Regions from separate parts of the Mus musculus genome. Here region 1 is linked to region 2. Evidence: chromatin contacts called from public HiChIP or PLAC-seq data. All regions are on one chromosome and are shown on one strand. The core of a region is the stretch at or near the end of the contact, and the rest is flanking DNA. Distances in the headings are between cores, read along the strand shown. Region 1 overlaps Ecpas (Ecm29 proteasome adaptor and scaffold). Region 2 has its middle 12 kb from the start of Musk.

What was found. HiChIP or PLAC-seq counts read pairs in DNA pulled down with a chosen protein or histone mark.
Region 1: a contact with region 2 is called in a CTCF HiChIP or PLAC-seq map of the NIH/3T3 cell line, with 5 read pairs. The contact joins two enhancer-like sites. A contact is called at or near these places in 10 of 39 promoter capture datasets (the 3T3-L1 cell line, the HPC-7 cell line, cranial neural crest and 6 more), 2 of 15 datasets of contacts at CTCF or cohesin (the NIH/3T3 cell line and large pre-B cells), 7 of 484 Hi-C or Micro-C datasets (the HPC-7 cell line, adipose-derived mesenchymal stem cells, nephron progenitors and 2 more), 1 of 115 datasets of contacts at active chromatin or transcription factors (fibro-adipogenic progenitors) and 3 of 9 other capture datasets (adipose tissue, macrophages and pancreatic islet).

What each region holds. Positions count from the first base shown.
Region 1 is chr4:58,824,656-58,830,791 of GRCm38.p6, forward strand. It overlaps Ecpas (Ecm29 proteasome adaptor and scaffold), which reads right to left. Exons shown (of 49, transcript NM_172381.3): 24 at 5,679-5,802; 25 at 3,852-3,997; 26 at 3,353-3,407; 27 at 2,382-2,496; 28 at 1,747-1,815; 29 at 43-160. Among named protein-coding and RNA genes, the nearest start is that of Olfr267, 42 kb to the left of the region's middle. Within about 2 kb of position 1,451, at least 26 of the 459 cell types and tissues checked have an H3K27ac peak or open chromatin away from gene starts, as enhancers often do. A contact at or near this core is called in the NIH/3T3 cell line, where this site is marked.
Region 2 is chr4:58,270,455-58,277,282 of GRCm38.p6, forward strand. No RefSeq gene overlaps it. Among named protein-coding and RNA genes, the nearest start is that of Musk, 12 kb to the right of the region's middle. Within about 2 kb of position 1,562, at least 47 of the 459 cell types and tissues checked have an H3K27ac peak or open chromatin away from gene starts, as enhancers often do. A contact at or near this core is called in the NIH/3T3 cell line, where this site is marked.

The DNA of each region.
Region 1 (6,136 bases), core at 201-2,700, 550 kb after region 2:
CTCCAGCAAAAATTGAAGAAATGAAATAAAATAACAACTTACCTTCCTGGAGTTCCACATTGCATGATGATTTGCCAGATTCATAAATTTATATACCAGATCTGGCTGACTGAGATCACTTGCCAGAGAGCAAAGCTCCTTGTAAGTAGAAAGGCCCTGACTTAGAAACAAAAAGAAAAACACAATAAAATATTTTTATAGCTATCTTTGGCTTGACATAAATTTCAGCATCAATATTACAGGGCTCTTTTAAATTCTATTTCCCTCAGTTACTAATACCACAATCATCACTGAGGAGACTGAAAACTAGTTTGAGAAGTATATAAAAAGTCATATACCTCAATTATCAATAATTTCTAAATCTTTCTGCCAGTAAATACCTGTTGCAAATTAATTGTGAAATACCTCCCATAAGGTCAAGTGTTTGAGCCTATGGCTCCCAGTTCATGGCACTGTTTTGGAAGGCGGCAGGATCTACAAGAGGTGGATCTTTGGTGTATGGAGGAAGGAGGTTAGGAGGCAGAGTCCCCTGCAGCCATGCAGCCATCTACTGCCATTCCTTCCCTTTTGTGACAGACCTTACAGCCTCCAACTGTAAACCAGATGGACTCTCCATTGCTTTTTATCAGTTATTTGATAGTAACAAACATGATACCTAAAATGTGCCTGCATGTTCCATGGAAGTGAAGCTCTTGGTGGCTCTGGAGACACCTTGCAAGTTCATCATGTTGTATGCAATCTCTCATAACGATGAGTGATTTGAAAGTATCTCTATGCTAAATTTCCTCTAGGTATAATATAGCATTGTGAAAAATTAGCACCTTTTTTTAATTCGTAAAGAAGCCAAGTACAGTGGTTTGTACCTCTGTAGTTGTACCAAAGAATTCAACTGAGCCAACTAGTTTAAAAACAACAAAGATAATGAGACCTTGTCCACCCAAAAAAAGAGGAGAAAGAAGAAAACAAAGAGCTCAGAAGAATTTAGAAAAACAAGCATATAAAAAGAACTTTGAATATGAAAACAGTAAGATATAGGATAGCACAGGACAGATAAACCACCTACAATATTAATATTCTCTTGTTCCAAATGTCACAGGAAGACAGAGCAAGTGGCATGTTATCTGGCAATTCTTAAGAGGAAAAAAATGACAATATAACTACACTGAAATAATAATTAAAGAGGGACAACATCAAAATTAATTTAAAATACTAAACAGGCAGACTAGTCAAACACAGAAAGTATTCCCAGAAAAAATTTAGATGAATTTAACGTAGCTCTATGTTGCAAGATGTCTATTCAGGACTCAGCTTCCTAGAAGCAGACAGTTCTAGACCTAGTATCAGTCCGAGAACTAACTTTGGTCTTTGAGGTCATGGCCTCCCACAAAGCAGCCTGCCACAAATGATTACTCACTGGCCAGGCATAAAGGCCTAAGAAGTATGGCAAGAGGCCCAGGCTCTGTGGCTCGACACCCCTGAAGGGCCACGCCATCCTAGCCTGAAGCTCCTCAGGAATCCAGTGTCCAGTGAGGTATGGCTTCAGGCCAACACTGCTCACTGCTCCCAAAGACAATCCTAAGGGTATTCTCCAATAATCTTCCAACATACAAATCTCTATCTCAGAGGCCAAGAAAACCTAATCTAAGACAGTAGGGTTTTTTTCCATGTCATTTTTATTTATCCATCAACAAACAATATTCCTATTCTCCCTTAGTTGATCAATGTGTTTAGATTTAGCACACTTACCCATCAGGTGTTTTGCCAAGGCCACCCCCTTGAAATACCACTGTCTCTCCAGAAACTTCATGTTTGACTCTAAAACAAATCAGAAAGAATTTAAATTAGCTTCAATTTTTCCATACCAACAATAAACAATTGGATACAATCCATTTGCAAACTGATAAAAACCTGTGTCTAGGGTATAAAAGATATAAAACTATTCTTTCCTACTAGACTGCAAATTTTCTAAAATCAAATATAAGCAAAAAATTTCTCAGATTAATTACAGCCAATGTGTCACACATAAAAACTACCCTTCCCTCATGGAGGTAACTAACAGAAAGCAGCAAGCAATTACAAAACCAATCTCCTTCCGTGTACTCATCAACATTAGACTATGAATAACATTCAAGTTTCTTCATACCACACCTTAACTTTTTTTAGCCAAAGGTATTAAAATGTTTTCTAATCCAATGCTTTAACTGTCATAGGACATTCAAGTATGAAATTTTCTGAAGTAAACAGTATACACTGGGATAATTAAACTGTTTACAATCATTGATATGTAATGCCTTAATAAGTAGAAGGTGGAATTATCCTTCTTCCACATAATATTCCCAATGTCTTAAGTATTCATAGCTGAAATGTTAAATTCACTATACCTTTTGCCAGTCATAAGTGTTTCTACAAGTGTAGACACCAATTCTTGTTGATCTTGTTCATTGCCCAGCTCATAAACCAACCCAAGCCCCTTTGAGGCAACATCTTGGCTGAGTTCTACAAAAAAGGTAGACAAAATTATGCTATTCTAAAAGAAATTTGTCTTGTAGCCAATTATTTTCTTTCAAGTAATTCTCTTTACTCTAAAATGCTACAAAAGTAAAGATATAAAAAGTAGAAGCACTCTCAATTAACTAAATCAAGTCAATGGACAAGAAATCCTCAATTAATAAAGATGAGAATCATGACCATAAACTAATAAAATACCAATGAACTACAGTGTCACTATAAAAACCACAGTATCAGAGTATCAACATATATTGTTTATATTAGAGATAAAATACTCTCCTAGGACTTTAAGACACCCATATCCAATTTTAGAAAAATAGAGGCAATACTAGTCCATGTGTTCTGAATAAGATGTTTTAAAGCTATTATTTAAATTTCTAACATATTCAACTTCTCCTGGCTTTAATAAAGAGGAAAAAGTAATTCAAAGCAGGAAAACTTTAACACTAATGTTAAGGCCTAAGCTCCATTAAAAAATGTAAAGTTCTAATTTATGTATAAGAAAGAATATCTATTTCCTCTACTTTAGAACTTTAGTGGAAAGATGGTACTGTGGTAGTTAATATTGGCTTTTGCCTTAATACAATTACCTTTAATACTAAAAAAATTAATTTCTAATTCTATTGCAGAGAGCCTTACTATCTCTAACTCAGGATGGTCTGGAGCTCATGGTCCTCCTGCCCTTTACCTCCCACGCGCTGGCTGGGGTTAAAGGCTTGTGGCTAGTTCTGTTGTAGTGACATGGCTCAAAAGTTTTTGTGCTCTAATTCACTCACTCACGCTTTTAAAGTTTAAAATACAAGTACACTGAAGGTGACAAATCAAATATTTACCAACAACTTACCATCATTTTCTGACAGAACTGAAACAAATGCGCTCTGAATTTCTTTAAGATGGGACTGAAAGAAAAGTAAAGGCATTAGAGCACTGAAGTTCTACCTCCTCTTCAGGAAAACATGCATCTTGCTGGTAAGGTACATGGAGGCCAGAGAGTCTTAGGACCAAGGCAGTCTTGACCTTTCCATGCAGTGAACGTTACAGGCGTCCATATCACCGTAACTTGTACCATACACAGGTTGTCTAAGCGTTCAGACTGACCACTGTCCCAGAATGAGCCTGCCCAATCTTATCCCTTCTGATTTTACATCTTCACATTTAGATCATTTTCTTGCCAGTATTAATCAAATCATCATCCTTCAGTGCCTCACATGGTAATTATTTCAAAATTTCTGCTACTTTTTAATGATTCCATACTTCATATACTTTCTTCCTACTTTTAATTCATAAACACTTTGGGATCCTTCCTGAGTTCATCACATATCCAATGAGTATTATAAACTCACCTTCACTTCTCTGTGGGTACTTAGTTTTCTCACAAGAGAAAGAAGCCAGATGCAGGCTGCTTGCCTGACATGTGGGTTGGGGCTGATGATATGTTTATTTAAAATAACATCTAAAACCCATGGGACAACATCATTCACTTTGGCACCTGAGGAATAAGCAAAGAAAGATTACAATTAAAATATTCAAATATAATTTTCTTTAAAAATCATATTTACATCAACAATCACACAATAACCCAATGTTAAAATCCAAGTGACCAAGAAAGTCCAGAAGCTAATGTAAGCTAAATAATCTTTTAAATTATTCAAATGACTCTAGTTTATTGGATAAAAAAATGTATCCTAGTCTCTTCAATCTCAGCATTTTTTTATTGAATCTTTCTAAACTAAACTTCCATCTAAAAGCTGATCAATAACTTTGGATTTCATTTCTTCCTCCAGCTATAACATATTTGTCTCTTTCCCCATTACTACGCAGTTTCGCAATCCCAACAAAATGCTGACTTGCTTTACCGTATATGTATTCAAACAGAAGCCTCAGAGAACTAGTTTGGCTTCCACCAATCATAGTACAGTCACCCTACATATACTACTAGAAAAACTTTTTCCCTATTTCTTTTAAGGTCTCTCTATGATAGATGACAAAATAGTAGATGAAGATATTACTACAGTGTTAAATGTTAACTATAATACTAAGTACAGCAACTATTTTTCACTATGGATACAATTCACAATAGTACTGTTACCATGAAAATATTCTTATTCAATTTTCCCAGCTAAGAAGATAAAATACAAATACTTTCTGATTTTTCTTTTAGCTTTAAAGAGTAAAAACAAAAATCCTGGTTTGATACTAAAATATATTTCAATTCTAAATTTAAATCAACTGAAAAAAATATTTGTGTCTGTGTTTTGGATTTTTTTGTTTTGCACTATTGTTTTTTCTTTAATTGTTAACATTAGGTTTCTTCACATTTTTTGTGTACATGTACACATACGTGCACATACATGAGAGCCCATGACACAGCATGCATGTGGAGGTCAGAGGTCAGAGGTCAGCTTTGCAAAAGCTGCTCCTGCACCATGGGGTCCAGAGATAGAACGCAGGCCATCAAGCTTGGCAGAACTTGCTGATTGTTCTCACTAGACCTTGTATTATTTTTCTTTTGTTGTTGTTGATTTTTGTTTTGTTTTGCTTTGTTTTTGAGATAAAGTCTCACTGTGTAGCCCAGACTGGCTCTGATATCATTATATATCCCACATGTTCTCCAACTTGCAATCCCCTGCCTTAGCTTTCCAAGTGCAGGAATTACAAGCATACATCATCTTAGTTTGAAATCTTTGGATCTGTTACCATATGCTCAAGAACCACATACATGTATGGTCTCTCAAATGACACAGTAACTAAATTCTGTTGTACTTCCAGGACTAGCAGAGGACAAAGAAGGCTCATTATGTAGTAAGGAATTAGACACAAGAGGCTGAGAAAGTTCTCATTTTCATGTTCAATCTTTCCTTTTTTTTTTTTTTCTTTTCTCCCTCCCCCTCCTGCCCCCCAACAGGATCTCATTACATAGCTCTGGCTGGAACTTGCAACATTGACTAGGCAGGATTTGTATTCACAAAGATCCTCCTGCCTCTGCCTCCTGAATGCTAGGATTAAAGGCATGCACCACCATGCCCAGCTATGTTCAATCTTCTTTAATCCTTCTTGGCAGACCAAATTAGTAAGGCAGGTATCAATTTTTGGGGAAAACATTACTTTTGCAACTAACAGAGAAGAAAACCACTCAGCAAATGTAAATCAATTAGGTAAGTATTAGATACCAGCAGGAGGTATATATTCTTCTTCAGTCACCAGCCAGGCATCTCGGGCAGCCACAGAGTTAGTTCCTATTGCAGCACTGGTAATGGCTTCACCAATAGTGAACTGAAGCTCAATCTGCTTGGCCTACAATGAAAGAAAGAGAAATATCCATTTCTATAAAAGAGCTGCTTGACCTCTCAGCAGGCTTTATTTTATTTTATTTTTTATTTTTTATTTTTTGGCCACACTGAAGCTAACTCAGTAATGCAAAGGAGGGTGAAATAAAGGAATGGAGAACTAAGGAAGAGTTGCAGATTTCTCACCTTCAGGAAATGGCTTCTCCCCCTCAGCACACAATCGCTATGTGGTGGTTTTTAATTTTGGGAACCATAATAGGTCTATGTAAGGGGTTGGGAAAATTCAAAGGTAAAGCCTCAGAGGCATCAATGAACATTATAAAGCTCAGTCTCTCACATGT
Region 2 (6,828 bases), core at 312-2,811:
TGTTGGAGATTGAACCCAGAAGTTTATACATATTAGGCAGGTGTTCCACTCCTGAGATGATATCATGAGGTCTGAGAATAACCCATGAGGCATGCAAAGTGATTCTGTCTGTTCCTTTTAATTTTTTTCCTTTGCACCCTTCGGCATATAGCTTTCACTTGGCAGCCACAAAAAGGCACAAAATGAAAGAAAAATCATGCAAGAATAGCTCTCATATCCCTGCATCCTATGGAATCCACTTCCTGGGATTCTTCCCCAAATACTCCTTTTCCTGACCTCCTATGTGCCTAGTTGACTTCTCAGCTCAAACGCCAATCTGTGTGAGCATCCTCAGACTCCCATGTGTTCTCAGCACACCTCTCTGACACTGTCCTCTCTCCCCTCTTCCCTCCTTACAACCTGCCTATTACTTCCCAGACAAGGTCTCATGGACCTCAGGATTGCCTCAAACGTATTAGGAAGCCAAGGATGCCTTTGAACTTCTGATCCTCCTGTTTCCACCTCCTGTTGCTAGGATTGCGCATGTGCCCCACTGTGCCCTGTTTCTGTAAAGCTGAATAAAGAAGGTAGATTTTTAAGTATTCTAGATGAGCCTTCCATCAGCTGACCTATGCCCTTGTGTTCTGGTCTTTTTCTGGTGCTGTGGTTATAACTCATGATCTTGGCCAGGCAAGCATTCTACCACTGAATCCCCAAGCCCTGCACTCAGTATTAATTGTTGATATCATTACTCTTCTCCTTGGCCAAGCTGCAAGTTTCTTGCTCAGAGACTTGCCCATTGCTGTAACCCCAGAGTTAAGTTCAGTTACTTGAGTAAATGCTCCTGTTTAGAAAGAAGGTGGGAAAGACACATAATGGGTTTTTCTTGCACTCCTTACATTTTTTTTTCAAATTTGAGACATTTATGACCTGTCTTGCTTTGTTCTCCCAACTTAGAGAAGATGATAAGAAAAAAAAGAACCAAATTTAATAGAGCCCCTGATGATTTTTATCTCTGTAATATTAAAAGTTAACCAGCTGCTCATAAACAATTAATAATAGAAAACAGTAATACAAATGTATCTTTTCATGAGAGTCACCAGATAATACCCGCTTGTTAATAATGTGGCATTCTGTACTGGCAGAAAAATGAATTGTTGACTGTGAAAATACCACTCAGTCATATCACTGTGCCTAAACAATATACAATCTCATCTTTCATGGCTCTCAGCTGCGTCCTGCTTGGAAGACATTTTAGACACGAGCCAATGTTCTACACATAACAAATGCTCAGGAAAGACACATGGAATTCCAGTCGGACGGAGCTTGCCCTACTGCAAAGGGCACATAAATGAATAAATACAAGGAAATCCCCTCCGAGGTGCACACACACACACACACACACACACACACACACACACACACACAGAGGCACGCACACAAGCCTCACAACAGCTGGGACATATTATAAGTTGGAGGACTTTTGTTAGTTCAGATGTTTCAGGTCTGCTTAGGCACTCTGGAGAAGAAGTAAATATTATGAGTAAGTTCATTTCCATGCTGGCTGTGGGGACATGCCAGCACGGTTTACTACAGTTTTATAATAAAACAGTCTCATAAAGGAACACCAGCATTAGTCACTCAGCACATGACTGCCAAGGCAAGATGGTCTCTGTTTTCTTCCCCGAATACTCCGAACATGATTTCATTCAGACTGTCTTCCAAATGGATTCTCTTTACACTAAACCCCATCAATATAATCAAGGAGTGCGTGCTCACTAAATCGATTATCAGTTTAAAGACATCATTCTTTTAAAGGAAATATGACCCATTTCTAGAGCTGCACATGGAAAAGTGAGGGTGGTCAAGACAGAATCATTTGGAGCATTGAAGGGAAGGCTGGTGGAAACTGGGAAGGAACAATGCAGAAGCTAGACCATTGCAGTGAGCAGACTTCACAAGAAGACAACGTACTCGAGATTGCTATAACATGGATTTACTAAGTTGCAAGGAGGAAGGACTCTCCTAACAAACACAAGCAGCAAAGGCTTGCTCAGTCAGCGCATTCTTCTTATTGTCAAGCTGAATGGAAAGCAAATATCCGTCCCTAAAAGCAGATGTAGTGAATATAAAGTCAGAAGAGGGGGACACAGAGAAATTGATCTTTAATGACCCGGGGCTAAGATAGATCTCACTGTGAAAGCTTGTCAAAGGATTAGAAAACACTCGGCCATGCTCTTCTCAGAACCTCCTACATTCTTCCCCAGGTTTTCATCGACTTAGGCTAATCCATCAACTCTTAGCTTAATTATCACTCTCCCAGAGCAACCTTTGCTGGTTGTCGTATCTCAGGAAGGGAGCCTTCAGAGCACCCCAGAGCACCCTGTAATTTCTCTTTATAGCTATTATCTCAACTTGCGCTTCCGTATTTAATCCTTGCTCTTCCTACTGAACCCTCAAAGAGAGCAGGCACCGTGCTTGTTTTGAGCACCACCGGACTCCTAGGACCCAGCACAGTGCCCGGCACATTTGTAAGCACACAACAAATATCTGTTGCATGACTGAGAGAATCCACGGGTAAGGGCTGAGAGCATTGGTGTTAGGTCCAGGTTTTCTTGACTGAAAGAAACTCAGTCCTTTCATCTGTGAAGTGAGGAGGTGTTAGCCCCTGTCTTCTAGCATTCTTTTCAGGATGAACTATATGAGTGGGTGAAAAACACTTGATGAAGAGACCAATAGAGCATATTAACACCATCCTACTAATGATAAATTTAAGAGAAATCAGAAGCCCAGTTGAAAAATAAATCTCAATTACCCTGGGAGATTCCTTGGCTGGGTACCATCAGTACTAACCTCTGAAGATATTTACCCATGTTTTCATGGTTTAGTAGAATTTTATAACACAATTTAATTAGATATGGGACTATATTAAAAAGTTTGTACCGAATTCTTTCCAGTTTAGAATCGACTAGGTCTACATGTCATAATGTTATGTACTCAATCATTATGTGTGGACCTAGTTTTGATGGCAACTGTCTATGGTAGACCTAAATATAGAACTCAGGTCTTTGGGTATCCAGGGCAAATTCTATATTGCTAAACTATTTCCCCAGCCCTGATGTCAACTGTATCACTTTTACTTCCACTCTCTCAGTAGGAACATATCTGCATTATACAAAGAACAGATCATCCAATTTAGAAAGAGGACTGACTGATCAGAAGGTTCAGAAGACAAACAGGCTTGCTGTCAAACCAAACAGCCTGAGTTCAATGTGTAGGACCTGTGTGGTAGAAAGAAAGAATGTTGTCCTTCAAACTCTGCACATGCACCATTACACACACACACACACATACACACACCACACAGACACACACACACACACACAAACCACACACCCCTCAGATACACACACACATACACAACACACACACACACCCCTCAGACACACACACCACAGACACGGACACAGCCACACACACACCACAGACACACACACACAACACACACACACACACCACAGACACACACACAACACACACACACACACCTCAGACACACACACACATACACAATACACACACACCCCTCAGACACACACACACACACCACAGACACACACACACAACACATACACACATACAACACACACACACACACCCCTCAGACACACACACACACACACCCCTCAGACACAGACACACATACACAACACACACACCCCTCAGACACACACACACACACACCCCTCAGACACAGACACACATACACAACACACACACCCCTCAGACACACACACACAACACACACACACACCCCTCAGACACACACACACCTCAGACACACACACACACACACACAAAACATAGGCACAGACACACACTCAAATGTAATAAAAATATGGAAAAGAAAAACAATCAACATTCCCACCTCCTTAACCACACAGGTAATCATCATAATTGTCTTACAAGTTTTAGGACATAGATTGTGAGTGAAAAGACTTGAACTTATATTTATGTTATAAATGAAACTCTCCATGGTTATTAAGGGTCTCTGGTTCATTCAGTCAACATTTACTAATGTCAAACACACACCAGGCATCAAGCATACTTCATAAAAGGTTAAATTTCACATTAAGGACAAAATAGTGCAGGTTCTTTCTTCAACAATTAATGTATCATCAATAAAACTATCAATATAGTATGGTAGAATCCGTGTGAGTAGAATTCATGTGGTAGAATACTGGAGAAAATACCTGAAAGGAAATTTGGAAACATACACACAGGGCCTCATAAATACAGACTTTGACTGAGTAACTAAATTCTATATTTACCTGCAGGTTTTAATTAGAAGATGAGTTAAAAATAAATAAGTCAGATATTGGCAGTTTTATTTCTCACAGTTAAATTGCAAAACTTAAACCGAATGAGTGCACAGATGATGCTATATCTGTTTATTAAAAGAAAATTTGTAATCATCAATGAGAATAAAAATATACATGAGAATGTATATAGGGTACTTTAAATATTATTGGACATATATTTTCTACATGTCATATGAAATATATATATATATCATATATGTATATATACACACACACATATATATAATATTACCTAAGTTATGGCCATACTTAAACATACTTAAAACATGGTAACTTAAATCATTGTTTTTTTTTTCTTGTTATTTTAAAATCTGAAACATATTTTTCAAAAGGAAAATATGAGAGAATAAAAAAAAATTGACTAAATGTCACATTAGCTTAGTGCAGTCTCCAAGTATTTCTTAATCCAGAAAAATGCAGCCAATCATGATTTCACCTGGCTGATGCCAAAACAGTTACTTCACTCATAAACAGACATCCACAGAAATTATCATTCTGAGTATGTAGGATAATTGTACATAGAGTGCTATGATCATAACTCAGAATTTCCATGACTTTCTGTAGTCCTCAGTTCACTCTGGCCCTTCCCTGGGCTAACCTAATACAACCTCCAGTCTGGCTCGTGGGCTACACACTGGGACTTTGAACAAAGGCCAGGAGTGAGGTTGGTTTGCAGACCTTAATCCGACTCATTACCAGGGCACTACAAAAGCAAGTCATATCTGTGGCTTTATATTTTAATTGAATTGATCTCCAGAGAGCGTCAGAGTTATGCCTGGGACACATTTATTTATCTTTGCATCAGCTCGAAGAGATTGTTGCAAAAAATAGACTGTGAATAATTTGACCGTGTCATGCTGATTCACTCCTGTGGTACAATTCATCTAGAACTGTCTGGCGCTGCGGAGTTTTGTAGAGGCTAAAGCAAAGGATGCTGTCCCCCTGAAATGGTGCATTTTTCTATACTAAAAGAGTCTTTCCAAGGACTCTGGATGTTAATGTTGCACACTGTTGAGCCATTATTGACTCAGCATCTTGTCAGCATTTTGCACAGTGTCAATGGATGATGCTAGACGGTGTGATGCTATTCATGGACAGAAGCGCTTTGATAATTTGTGTGCACAAACGGAAATTGTTAGCTAAAAAAGGAGATGTGGATGTATTTGGTGTTTGATCTTTCAATCATCTGGCAGTGAAGGGGGCTGGTACTTTGGGAAAACAATTTGTTCAGTTCTAATGTTTTATGGCGGTTTTGTTTTTCTAAAATGAACAGCCCGCCGATCAAATGAAGTCAGGCTGAACTTAACCAACTCAGGGTTCTCTGAAGGGCTGGTGGGAAACATTTCTAATCCATGCTTTGATTTCATGCTAGCTCTCAGATCTATGGTATGACCTAGCCTGTCAAGGTTACCAGCTATGCAGATGGATTGCCACTTCCTGCTCCTTAGCCCTCTCTTGCTCTCAGTGGTGGTTGACCAAGCTGGCCTCCTCTTCCCTCTTCAGGGACTTTTTTTTTTCCTTCTGCTCACAAGAATGAATGTGCCTGGGTTTCCTTCAACTTCCCAGTAAATTATTCCTCAATCTTTGCTTTCTTTGAGCATATACATGTATGTGTTGCTGTGGGTACACGTGTATACATGTGTACGTGGAATGTGGAGGCCTGTGGTCAGTTTCATTTGATATCATTCCACAGAAGCCAGCCACCTTGTGTATTTTGAGACAGGATCTCTCTTTGGCCTGGAACTCACTGGTTAGGCTAGGCTAGGCTATTTGGCCAGTGAGGCCCAGGTATGATCTTGTCTCTGTCTCCCCAGAGCTGAGATGACAACCATGCACTACCATGGCGCTGCTTGTGTGCGATTAAACTCGGGATCTTATGTCTACAACCAAACGCTTCTCTCATTCAAGGATTTCCAACCCTCTTTTGTCACCTTAATTTGGTTAGGATGTGACGAGACCCTCATACTGTGAGGTGATCCTCTCTGGACCCTGATTAGGCACAGACCAAACCCAGACACCAATTTCCAAGTGCAAGCACAAAGAGATCTTTTACTAGACAAGGCAAAGAGACAAGGCAGATGGATCTGACTCAGGCAGAAATAGCAGCAAGTAGCTTTGCAAGTGTTAATTTTAAGGGGGGGGGAGGGGAAGGTCTGTGTTAGAATGAACTAGGGCACATTGGTGAGTTCTCATTGGGTATTTTAACTAGATGAGTCACAACAATGAATTTTGATTGCTGGACCTTGATTTTTTGATAGTTGGACCAGAGTGACCAGTCTCAGGAATGAGTGAGTGGCCAAATAGGGAGTAGACCTTGGTGGTGAGCCTTAGGAAGGCAATCTAACGATTTAGCAAATGGACGAAGAGTAAAAAGCTAAAGACCGCCGGGGTCTGTGCTTGCAATGCTCAGGCCTCCGAGAGCCCTTCAGGATGTTAAACAGACGTCTCACATTATCAGCAAATTCCT